Regions from separate parts of the Gossypium hirsutum genome. Here region 1 is linked to region 2. A link is a contact called in public Hi-C data. All regions are on one chromosome and are shown on one strand. Each heading gives the region's core, a stretch centred on a gene start, on an enhancer-like site or on the middle of the called end of the contact. The rest is flanking DNA. Distances are from core to core; before and after follow the strand shown.

Evidence for each region. A called contact is a pair of places that touch in the nucleus more often than the background predicts.
Region 1: a contact with region 2 is called in a Hi-C map of leaf, with 2.6 times the contacts expected there. The contact joins the enhancer-like site here to the promoter of LOC107893942 in region 2. A contact is called at or near these places in 4 of 34 Hi-C or Micro-C datasets (hypocotyl and leaf).

Annotation. Positions count from the first base shown.
Region 1 is chrA13:22,219,793-22,225,237 of Gossypium_hirsutum_v2.1, forward strand. No RefSeq gene overlaps it. Among protein-coding and RNA genes, the nearest start is that of LOC107893671, 17 kb to the left of the region's middle. Within about 2 kb of position 1,824, at least 9 of the 9 cell types and tissues checked have an H3K27ac peak or open chromatin away from gene starts, as enhancers often do. A contact at or near this core is called in hypocotyl and leaf, where this site is marked.
Region 2 is chrA13:21,678,297-21,683,787 of Gossypium_hirsutum_v2.1, forward strand. It overlaps LOC107893942 (transcription factor CSA), which reads right to left and starts at 1,846. Exons shown (of 3, transcript XM_016819098.2): 1 at 861-1,846; 2 at 264-755. The coding sequence starts at 1,377.

The DNA.
Region 1 (5,445 bases), core at 574-3,073, 540 kb after region 2:
GGAAAAACTGAGCCGCTTCAGTTTTGAGTGTCTCAGGATCAAAATTCCAATCTCCATTGGTATCACGTAAAGCAGTGATTTTATTAAAATTCCTCCTCTGAACAGTGCGCCTATGAAAATAACTTGTGTTACGGTCACCCAATTTCAGCCACTCACATCTGGATTTTTGCTTCCATAACATTTCCTCATGATGAAGAACATTTTCCAACTCCTCGCGAATCAAAATTTCCTGATGAAAAATAGATTTCAAACAAGAAAGGTCCAAAGCAAATTGAGTCTTAGAGAGCTGATGCATTAACTGCCTCTTCCTCTGATTAATATGGCCATAAACACATTTGTTCCAGTTTTTAAGCTTATCCGTTAAACGTACAATTGCACTAGTCATGTTACCATCAAAACACCAATTTTCCTTAACAAACTCAGAGAAATTTTGGTGGTGAAGGCAACCAGCTAAAAAACGGAAGGGACGATTAACACCAAGTCTATCGTTTTTAAAAAGGTTAAATAGAAGGGGGCGGTGATCTGACTTAATTCGAGGCAGATGGGACACCGAACAATTGGGAAATAATTCCATCCAAGAGTCATTGCCCACAGCCCTGTCCAATCTCTCAGAAAGATTACCCCGATGCTAAGTGAACGAAGGACCTTGGAAACCCAAATCATGCAGCTGAGCTCTATCCATAAAATTTCCAAATAACTGACACCTGCGACCTTTGATATGACCTCTTTTCTTATCATCGGAAGAGAGAATGGCATTAAAATCTCCAATTGCCATCCAATGATCCTTTCCAATGGGAATTGAGCAGCTAAGATCATTCCACAAGACCTTCCTTCGCATTTTATCAGGGCTCCCATAAACGAAAGCAACCAAAATCGGCTTAGGAATTAATATAGAATAGATACGGGCCAAAATAAATTGAGTGTGGTTACCTACCACCTTTAAATCAATCGAATCTTTCCATCCAATCCAGATACCTCCAGAGAAGCTTACGGCTTCCACACGGTGAGACTTATCCTAGCCCAACTTTGTAATAATTTTGTCAGCTTTGTTTCCACTAATTCTTGGCTCAAGTAAACTAATGATATTAGGCTTATGCTGATTATTGTACTCACGAAAAGCTCGTAAAAACTTATCTGATGCACATCCCTGTACATTCTAAGATAAAATAGACAAATTCATAATAAAATAAAAGATAAAAGAAAGACAAACTTATCTTATTGATGAACAGAATGAGGGAACTCTACTTCCTTGCCAGACTTCTCTGTTAAATCCATGACTGATTTCCCATCAATTTCTGAAGCGATAAGTTCCGCTGCTCTCTTCATAGAATCTGCAAAAGGAACACGAATATTCTCAGAATATTTAAAATAACTCCCTGGTCCTTTTAAAGTTTTATTCAGCTTCCATCCTCTTTTGGAACCAGTCCCTTTAGTATACTGGCCCTTAAAAACCTTTTTGGATAAATTAATTTCGGTCGAATGTCTGCCCCTCAATTGCTCAGTCGTATTCTCTGTAGGACTTCTATTAGAAAACACGGCTGCCGAGTGATTTTTGGCATCCAAAACACCTTCCTTCACGTCCACATTGACAAAAGAGGTCTCCTCGAAAGCAGGGTTGAAATGCACAATATGGTTCACTGGATTTAATGTCCTATTGTTAGCGTCATTGATTATCGAGGGGATATCCGAAGTACTTAAAGCTTTGGCAGAAACTGTAGCAGCTATGTTCGAATTTTGGGCCTCCTGCTGTAACCCACCACAACCATTACTATCCGTCTGGTCTTTATCGGTCGAAGAGGACAAATTCAAAACCATCTTGGACATTTGTTGATCCTGGCCCATAGAAGGCTGACTCGTGGTCTGAAACACAGAACGGGTAGTGGGCTGGAGGGCACGTGCCTGCCCTTTAAAAGAACTATCCACCGACACACCTGAATTGACACTCTTCGAAACATTAGCAACAGATTTCCTGCCCGTTGGTGTCATAATTAGAGAAGCATTTAAGGGAGCTTTCCCTTTATTCTTCAGATTTGATTGTGGTTCCTTAATTATTTCTTCTACCGAAGGCACCTCCTCCAAATCTGCAAGAGATTGGAACCGTGATCCCAGATTTTTCTCTCCTTTCAAATTATTGCCTTTTTTAGAAACCTCCAGATTGCCGCGCTTGGACTTTCTCTCCACCAGCATCCAAGGCCCGTAAGCTTCTTCTCCGGCCACCACATTAGTACTCGAATCATGGCCCGACGACTCACCCTTCTCATTTTCCCCTGATCTTTGTGTGATCATTGAACAGGATTCTTTAGTGTGACCATAACAACCACAATTAAAACATACCACAGGTAAGTTTTCATACTCAATCCTCTGAGGGTTACCATTAATAAAGATTTTAGAGACTAACGGCCGTCCCAGATTGACAAGCACTGCCATACGAGCATAACGACCCCTTGCTCTACTATCCGTGTTCGTATCCAATTTGGTGACTTTCCCTATCAAGCCTCCTATCTCTATAAGTATCTGTTTTTTATAAAAATGACTAGGTAACCCAGGAAAGCGAATCCAAGTAAGGACCTAATTTGGGTAGGGCAAATTGGGATTGAAATCAATCGTCTAAGGCTGGACCGTAAGATAATGACCGAAAATAACCCACGGTCCCTGAGAAAGAATTTTGTTGTAATCTGCAGTAGTCTCAAATTTTGCAAGATAGTAGCCATTTTCTGTATCCATTAATTGAAAAGGCTTAGCCGGCTTCCATATTCCATATAATCTATTTTGCAGGGTCGTAATTCCAAGGTTCCTTCCCAGCATCTTAAGAACCACCGAGGTTGACATTTCCTTTTCCAGAAGTTGATAGACTCTCTCCGAGAAATCAATTGAGGGAACTCCATCAATACAATATTTCTTGACATCCTGCTTTGTAAGGGCGAAACTATCTGCAGAGCACTGGTCCTCAGACGTGTTATTTAGATCTAAAGTTTCCTTCCCCACTAACATATCCTTCCAAGACAACGAAGGCTCTGGTAGTGGATCTACCACCATAACATCATCAGAAGACACATCCGATTCCTTAAATCTGACCTTCTTAGTATTAGAATCATCAAGGAAAGGGATATCCTCTCTGATCTTGTTTGCACTTTCAACCACAGAAGACGACAGCATTCTTACCAAAAAAAAAAAACTTTTAATTGATACAAATACGTTAAATCATATATATTTTAAAACTTTTTTAAAGCAATATATATATATATACTTTAGTATGATAAATTTGAATCATTAATTAACTTATTTATGTCTCAAAATTATTATTTTAGAAAATTTTAAATTTTAAATTTTAACTTTCTTTACATATTCTTTAGAATTTTTTTTATAAATTTTGGATTTTTTATAAATATTTTGAATTTTGAAAATTATTTGAATTCTTTTTTTGTAATTTTTATTGGGAGAGATTAATTTGTTCATTTTTAAATTTGACAGGGACCAAAAGAGTATTTATATCAATATGTTATTCGAATTGTAAAATTCAACTCGATTCAAACTTGAAACTCAAATTACTTATTTGAGTTCACTCGAAAAAATCGAATAACTTAATTCGATTAACTCAAAATTCAAATTTTTTATGATTTTTTCAAAACCCATCGAGTTTTGCTTACCCCTAACAATGAGAAGGTAAACAATTATATCATAGAAATGCAGTGATTAAAACATGAAATTTTACTTTTATTTCAAGGAATTTAATTTCATTATTTTAAGATTAAAAAATACAAGTTTAATTACTAATATCGTTAAAATTATTCTGTTAAATTTAGGTTTATTATAATGTTAATTTTTTGTTACGTGACTACTAAGTGAATATTCTTTTTTTTAAGATGTCACATTAGGAAATTTAATAAAAAAGGTTAATAATTAAATCCAAATTTTAAAATCGAAAAAGTAAAGGACTAAATTCTTAAAAATAGAAGTAAAATGATTAAATATCAAATATACAAAGAATACATGGAGTTGGAATATATTTTAACCAAATATAATTCCCAAATTATTGGAGAGCATTAGCCACTATAGCTTAATTCATGGCCGTAATCAATAGAGTTTTTTTGCCTGAATCTTTGGACTAGATTTGCTCCACTGCAATATTGTATTTTAACTCTTTTTAACTGCCTTAAATTGGTAGATTACCTAACTAGCTTATGATCCTTTAAAACAGACAAAAGATTTCCAACAACAACTACCCATTGGATTCGGTGAAGAACACTTTGAAAAACTCCTGGTCTGTAATAATTACGTTAAGAGGGTTCCAAAGATATATATAACTACATTTTCTTCTCATCAATTGAAGAAAGGGTAACAGACCAACATGAAGTAAAGAATAGGGTTAAATTTTAAATTGGTTCATGAACTTCAAAATGTTTTGTATGTGTCCTCAAATTACCAATATTGTATCAATCAAGTCTTTCTATCAACTTACTAGCCAATTTAAACCTTAAATGCTAGTTTGAATCCGATGTGGCGTATTTGGAAGAATCGAAACCTGTTCATCTTCCAAGATACTATTTGGAGTGCTGATGAAATTATTAAAATCTCTTATAGCTGGGCGAAATAATATTTATCCTCTTTACAGTTCTCATTCCATAAAGCACGAAGTCATCTTCACAATTGGCCCTTACCTAACAGCTGGGTGTGTTTGAGCACTGATAGTTCGATAAGATTTGACATGTCTTTTAACGGTTAAATTAATGATTTTAATAATGGAAGGACATGATTTATATAGCATCGATAGTTTGAGGATGTATTAGAATATTTTGAAGTTTAGGGCCCAATTTAGAATGAATGTCATAGTTTGGAGATGTCAGGTGAAATTTGGAGATCAATTTAAAATCTTGGTCATAATTTAAGGGTTGTGATGCAATTAACCTTAAATTTTTTTTATTTTTTTTAAAAGAGAGGTTGCTGAGGGATTTTGTGTTTATGGCTCAATGAGCACCGTTTGATAATTGGGTCATCATTGTACAAACCTTAGGATTACTGTTGCGAATGTGCCTGCCGACACCATGAATGTTGCTCAGGGATTTTCCATAGAATCACACCTTTTTTTTTTCTCCAGCACATCCTTTCCCTTTTCACACTCGGGCAATTTATTTTAAAGTTTACATTGATCTTTAATAAGATACATGCATGTTATGGTGTCTAAAATTATTGGCGTAGGGTTTTACTTTGAATTTTAAATTAACTAAGAAAAAAGTAAAAAGTAAATCAACAGAACCTATCCTACTATCACCATGATTACAAAAATTGGAACATTTTTTAATTTAAAATGCAGAACGAGGGTTAAATACAAGAAACCCAGATTTTTCATTGCTTCACTTTTCTTTTTTTGCTGTCCACAAAATTGAGTGTTATCTTGGATTCCATTTATCATATGCCGTTAAAAGAAATGAAAAGCCATAATACAGA
Region 2 (5,491 bases), core at 596-3,095:
ATTGGTTTGGGTTAAACTTTAAAGCAGGAAAAAGGTAAAGGAAAACGGTTACATCAGTCAATGTCTATAAAGCAAATGAATAATTAAAACACAAAAATCATCGAAGTGTTTCTCAAGTATGAAATTCGAGGTAGGTTTCCAAAAAGGAAACCAATGAGGAAACAGCACAAAAACCCAAACACACAAAAGAACTGCATAATGAACATTGAAAATAAGCTTTGGAGGTAAAAAGGAGTATATAGGGAGTTTACAAAGAGACCCACCAGGGATGAAATCAAAAGGTGGCTGTTGTGTAATGAACCCTGTGCGAGGGACCTCGCTGCTTGAGTGGGGTGAAACATTAGAGCCAACGTTACCCCCAGCATTAGCACCATTGAAGGTTCCAAACTGGTAATGGGAGATAGTGCCAAGTCTTCTATTGGGGATGTTGAGACAGTATGGCGGTGGTTCAGCTTTTGTGGCTGCATCTCTGCAGACAAAATTTGGAGTTTCTTCCATTTTTCTATAAACAGATTGGCTCAGTTTCCTCCTCCTATAGGCAGTCGATTGTTCTCTATACTTCCTTGCCATAATCACATGCCAATGGTTCTTGACAGCATTATCAGTCCTTCCAGGGAACAGCCTAGCTATCATTGCCCACTTGTTACCATAAAGTCTATGAGCTTGCATTAGCCTCTCTTCTTCTTCTTCAGTAAATGCTCTTCTATTGATCCTAGGGTCCAATTGATTAAACCATCTTAGCCTGCAGCTCTTACCTTCAAGCACAATCAAACAAAAGTCATAATAAGTGGGAGAAGCCTTCTTAGTGAACTAAAGAATAAAATAACACTGCTTTTGCCATTTCTTGACGATTAACTTACCAGATCTTCCTTCCAACTTCTCTGCTATAAGGTTCCAGTTTTGAGGGCCATAAAGAGCTACAAGTTCCTTGAGCTTAGTATCTTCCGCAGGCCTCCAGTGGCCTCTTGCACAAAGCTTTGACTGACCACTATCTGTTTCCTTGCCACTTACGGTATTATCATTGGGGTTCTCTTCATTTAAGATGGCATTGAGATTAATGGTCCTACTATCATCTCCAAACCCATCACTGCAATCTGAGCTTTGACCTTCCACAACATCAGAGCTATGGTTTTCCTCAAAGCTCCTTGTTTTGCAGTTCCCCATGAAATGAAAACCCCAAGAAGCTCTTTCATTTTCCATCTCTGGGACCTTACAACCATAACTGTCCTGCGTGGAAGAAACACTTGAGCCTAGAATACCATAGTTTTGACCGAGAGAAAGGGAACCCATGTCTGGGTAAACCATCCCCATTGAAGAACCAAGAGAAGATGAAGAAGAAGAGGGAATAGTGGTTAAGTAATAGCCTGGCGTATTCATGTTGAATGGTGCTGGTGCATATATATAACACACTTGTTAACCATGCTTCATTTCCTCTTCTGACAAATGCTGTTATACAATTGTTAGAAAGTCATGTTCATGCACAGATGATTTCAAAAACAAAGTTTGACAAACAGTGAAGGACTGGAAAAGTGAAGTTATGCAGCAGCTGGGAGAAAAAGAAAAGGATTAAAACTTGAAACAGCAAAAACAGCTAGGGATATGTGTATAAGGGAGAAAACCTACAAAGGAATGGACTAAAAACAGTGATTGAAGTAGTTCAGCTAGTTCCTACTATTAAATTTTTAATGTCACCAACATCATTCACACGTGTGTAAGCGCCCTTTTTCTCTCTCACTGATGGGCATGAGGGTTCTTAGGCTGTCCCTCTCTATAATGACAAGAAAGACTCATAATATGATGTGTGTAAGCTTGGGGTGGTGCAGGTCTTAGACACCTTTCTTTTCAAGGCAGAAATTTTGAGAGCTTGACAAAACAGGCCCCTATCAACACACTAGTAAATAAACCTAGCCCTTTCCATCTCCATCAAATATCAGTCCCCATACAACTTTTTTTTATTTTATTTTTAACTTGAGGATTAGGTTTAACCTAGGGTTCAGTTAACCACCTGAAGTTGACCCAAAAACTAACACCCACCCCCCCCCCAAAAAAAAAAACCACCGAACCAAGAATTTACCGTATTCATCATGTCCCTTCCTTCCCAACTAACAGTACAAAATGGCTTATCCTTGTCTCTTTCATCTAGGCTTATCTCTCTTATCTCCATTATTAGAAACAAAGATTCTACTAATTAGTTTAGACACAAATATAAAAAGGGTATTTATTCTTTTCCCTTGATCTTTTTGCCATCGTAATTAATCACTAATTTAATATGGTGGTCATAGTTTTCTGCCCAAAATATATCTGCTCCATCACCTTGTCATGTGTAAAAAAAAAATATATTTGTTTCACTGTTTTGTTACACTTTTACAAGACTGAACAGTAAAAAACAGAAGAGATGTAACGTGTAAGGTAGATTCAAGCGGCTACCTTTCTCTAAGATCACTAAAACCCACAAATAATACATTACTACCTTTTTTTTCTGCCATCCCTGATGTATGTATGTAGATACATGCACAATATGTCAGTAATGGGATGCATCAGAAAATTAGATAATCATCAATGTGCCAAGTTTGTACATCTTTTTTCTTTCAAGTTAATTGACAATTAAACAGTGCATTCCATAGGGCATTTGAGAAAATTGTTTAAGGAGGTTGTGCTGCCTAGTGCTTCTGTCATGAGTCAATGGCCTATTGAGAGATTGGCCTCTTTTTTAGTTTTTACCACGAAGTTACAGAATGTCCAGTTCCCAGTTACTTTACACAGTTTTTTTACCATTAATGGCTCTAAGGGTGACTCTAATGAGAGCCTATAAATAGGAAACAAAGCTTTTCTTTGATAGTTTCTGATTGCTTCAAAGAGGATGATGATGAGTCAGATCAATGAATGAAGTAACTTCTCAAATAGTAAACAAAATTTGGCATATTCAGAAACAAAAAACCTCAATTAAACCAGTTAAAAGCACAAGTATATTTCCATGTAAGGAATGTCCTTAACTTTTACCCACAAAAAATGTGAAAAGATATGCTTGGATAAAAGAATGGACCTAATATTGTATTTTTATTTTGTTCCTTTTTACTTTTTTTCTCAGTTTTCACTAACTGGAAACCTAATGACAGACCTTTCATTTATTGTGATCACTGACGCTAACAGGAATGTACTATCTCTGATGCTGATGTGATGAGTTGGTCAAAGAAAGCTTTGAAAGCTTACTTTACTTGAGAAAACAAAGCGTCTAAAACCCTAAAAATATATAATTAGCAAAAGGTGTAGGAGAGGAGGGGTTAGACCCTCCATTATTGCTGTTTAGTTGTAATTAGGTCGGTTAAAATTGTTAGTCTTATTATTTCATGGTTACTTCCCATGGGGGTCCCAAAACCAATGAGGGAGGCATATTAGTGGTTTTTCCCTGGAGACTCACTGCAGTAATTATTAATGGTGGGTTTTCTTTTTATCTTTTACTTCTGCCATAAGATTACAGGGTTGTCTTGATGTCATCATCACATTGGGACCCGGTAAAAACAGTTGATTTTATTTTTGTCATATTTATTGAATTAATTTATTTAACTCAGTGAATCATCCGTACGGCTATTTATTTTGTCCAAAATATTTGTTTTTTTTTTATAACCTCATCTTTTAGATCCAAAACAATTTATGTTTGAAATTAAATGTTAACATTTGAAAAAAGTATATACAAAATTTTAGAAAACGTGCAATTATCTTTTAATTAAATAACAAATAAATGTAAAAAGTATTTAATATAAAATATAATAAATAAAAGTCAAACCTTTTACGTGAAATGGTTAACTGTTTTTTTTCTTCTTCTTTTTTTACAATAAGTTAAGTGAAAAAGTTGTGAAATAATGTTAAACTGAATATATTGGTACCCACTCTTTGGGTGAGAAGTTCTATTTGTTTGAATAAAAATTTATATATTTTGATTAGTTTTTTAAAGATAAGCCCATAGTTGTGTTAAGATAGTCATAATTTCTTGATATTTATATAATTAATTTTTTAAGAAAGTAATATTGTTAAAAAAATTGTAATTTTTTAAAGAGATTCGTAGTTTATGAAGGGGAGTCATTTTTAAAAAAGAGTGGGAGGCTTTTTACACAATTATATATATATATATATTTTTATATTTTAAATGATATAAATCTCCTTTGTATATAAATTTGATGTAGTTAAAACTCTTTTTTGAGATTGTATTACTTAATTCGTGACATCAAACACAATCAAACAATTTACATTAATATATATCTAATGGTATTGTAATGACCCGATTTCCAGTGGTGTTGAAAATTTCGGTTTCGGGATCTTATTTTGTAAATTGAGTTCCTAAATATTAAATAAAGATGTTAACGGAATTATTGTATAGATGATTTAAAATTTGGATAGTTAATTTACCCGTAATTGTAATTAATTAGTGCCCAAAGACTATATTGTAAAGTTTAATTGCTATAGATTTTTAATTAGGAATTGACTTGGGGACTTAAATTGCAATTAACCAAAGGTCCAAAATAGCAATTAGACCATGTATAAATAAAATTTAGTGGATGGTAATGATAATGGTGGATTAATTAAATAAATTAAGGTTAATTAAAATTAAAACATAACTAATTAACAGATTAAAAACTTAATCTATGTATAAATATGAAATTGGTCGATGGAGAGAAGATTTATCAAAAGAGGAGAACACCTTTAAGGATTTTCAAGGTTTTAGCTTCAATTTTAAGCCCCTAGCCATTTTTCTTTGATTTTTATAGATTTTTTTATCTTGGGGGCATGATTAAGCTAACCCAAGGATCAATTTGATCAATTAGCGAAGTTTTGATGAGATGTCATTGCTTAGAATGAATGTTTTAGGTATTAAATTGATAGAAATTAAGTTTAGGTTAAGAAAAGAACTAATTTGTAAAGCCTAATTATTAGTTTCATACATTAGGGGCCAAATTGAATAAAATGTAAAATTGACATGGAATTTCTATAGGAATACGAAATAGGAGGTCTCTAATGAGTAATTGCGAAACTGGATTTAATCTGGAGCTTTGGATTGAAAGTTATGTTTGTCTCGGGTTTAGGGACTAAATTGAATAAAATTTAAAATATGTTTGATATTGTATTAATATATTTGTATTAAAAAATTGTTTGAAAATGTTTTACAGCATTACAATATGCATTAAGATGATGCATGTAACACCCCTAACCCGTAACCGACATCGGATTAGGGTTACGAGGCATTACCAAACAGACAGAACAATTCGGACCAATTCAGAATCACATGTATTATTTAACATCATTTCATAAGCAATCATCTCTAAATATGGTTTACGAGACCTAAAACATACGTTTAAGAACGGTTAGAGCTAAACCGAACACATTCATAAAATTCAGAACGTAGAAATTTTTTCCAATTCTGTTGAGGTCACACGCCCGTGCATCTAGGCCGTGTGCCTCACATGGGCATCAAACACACCCATGTGAACCAGCCGTG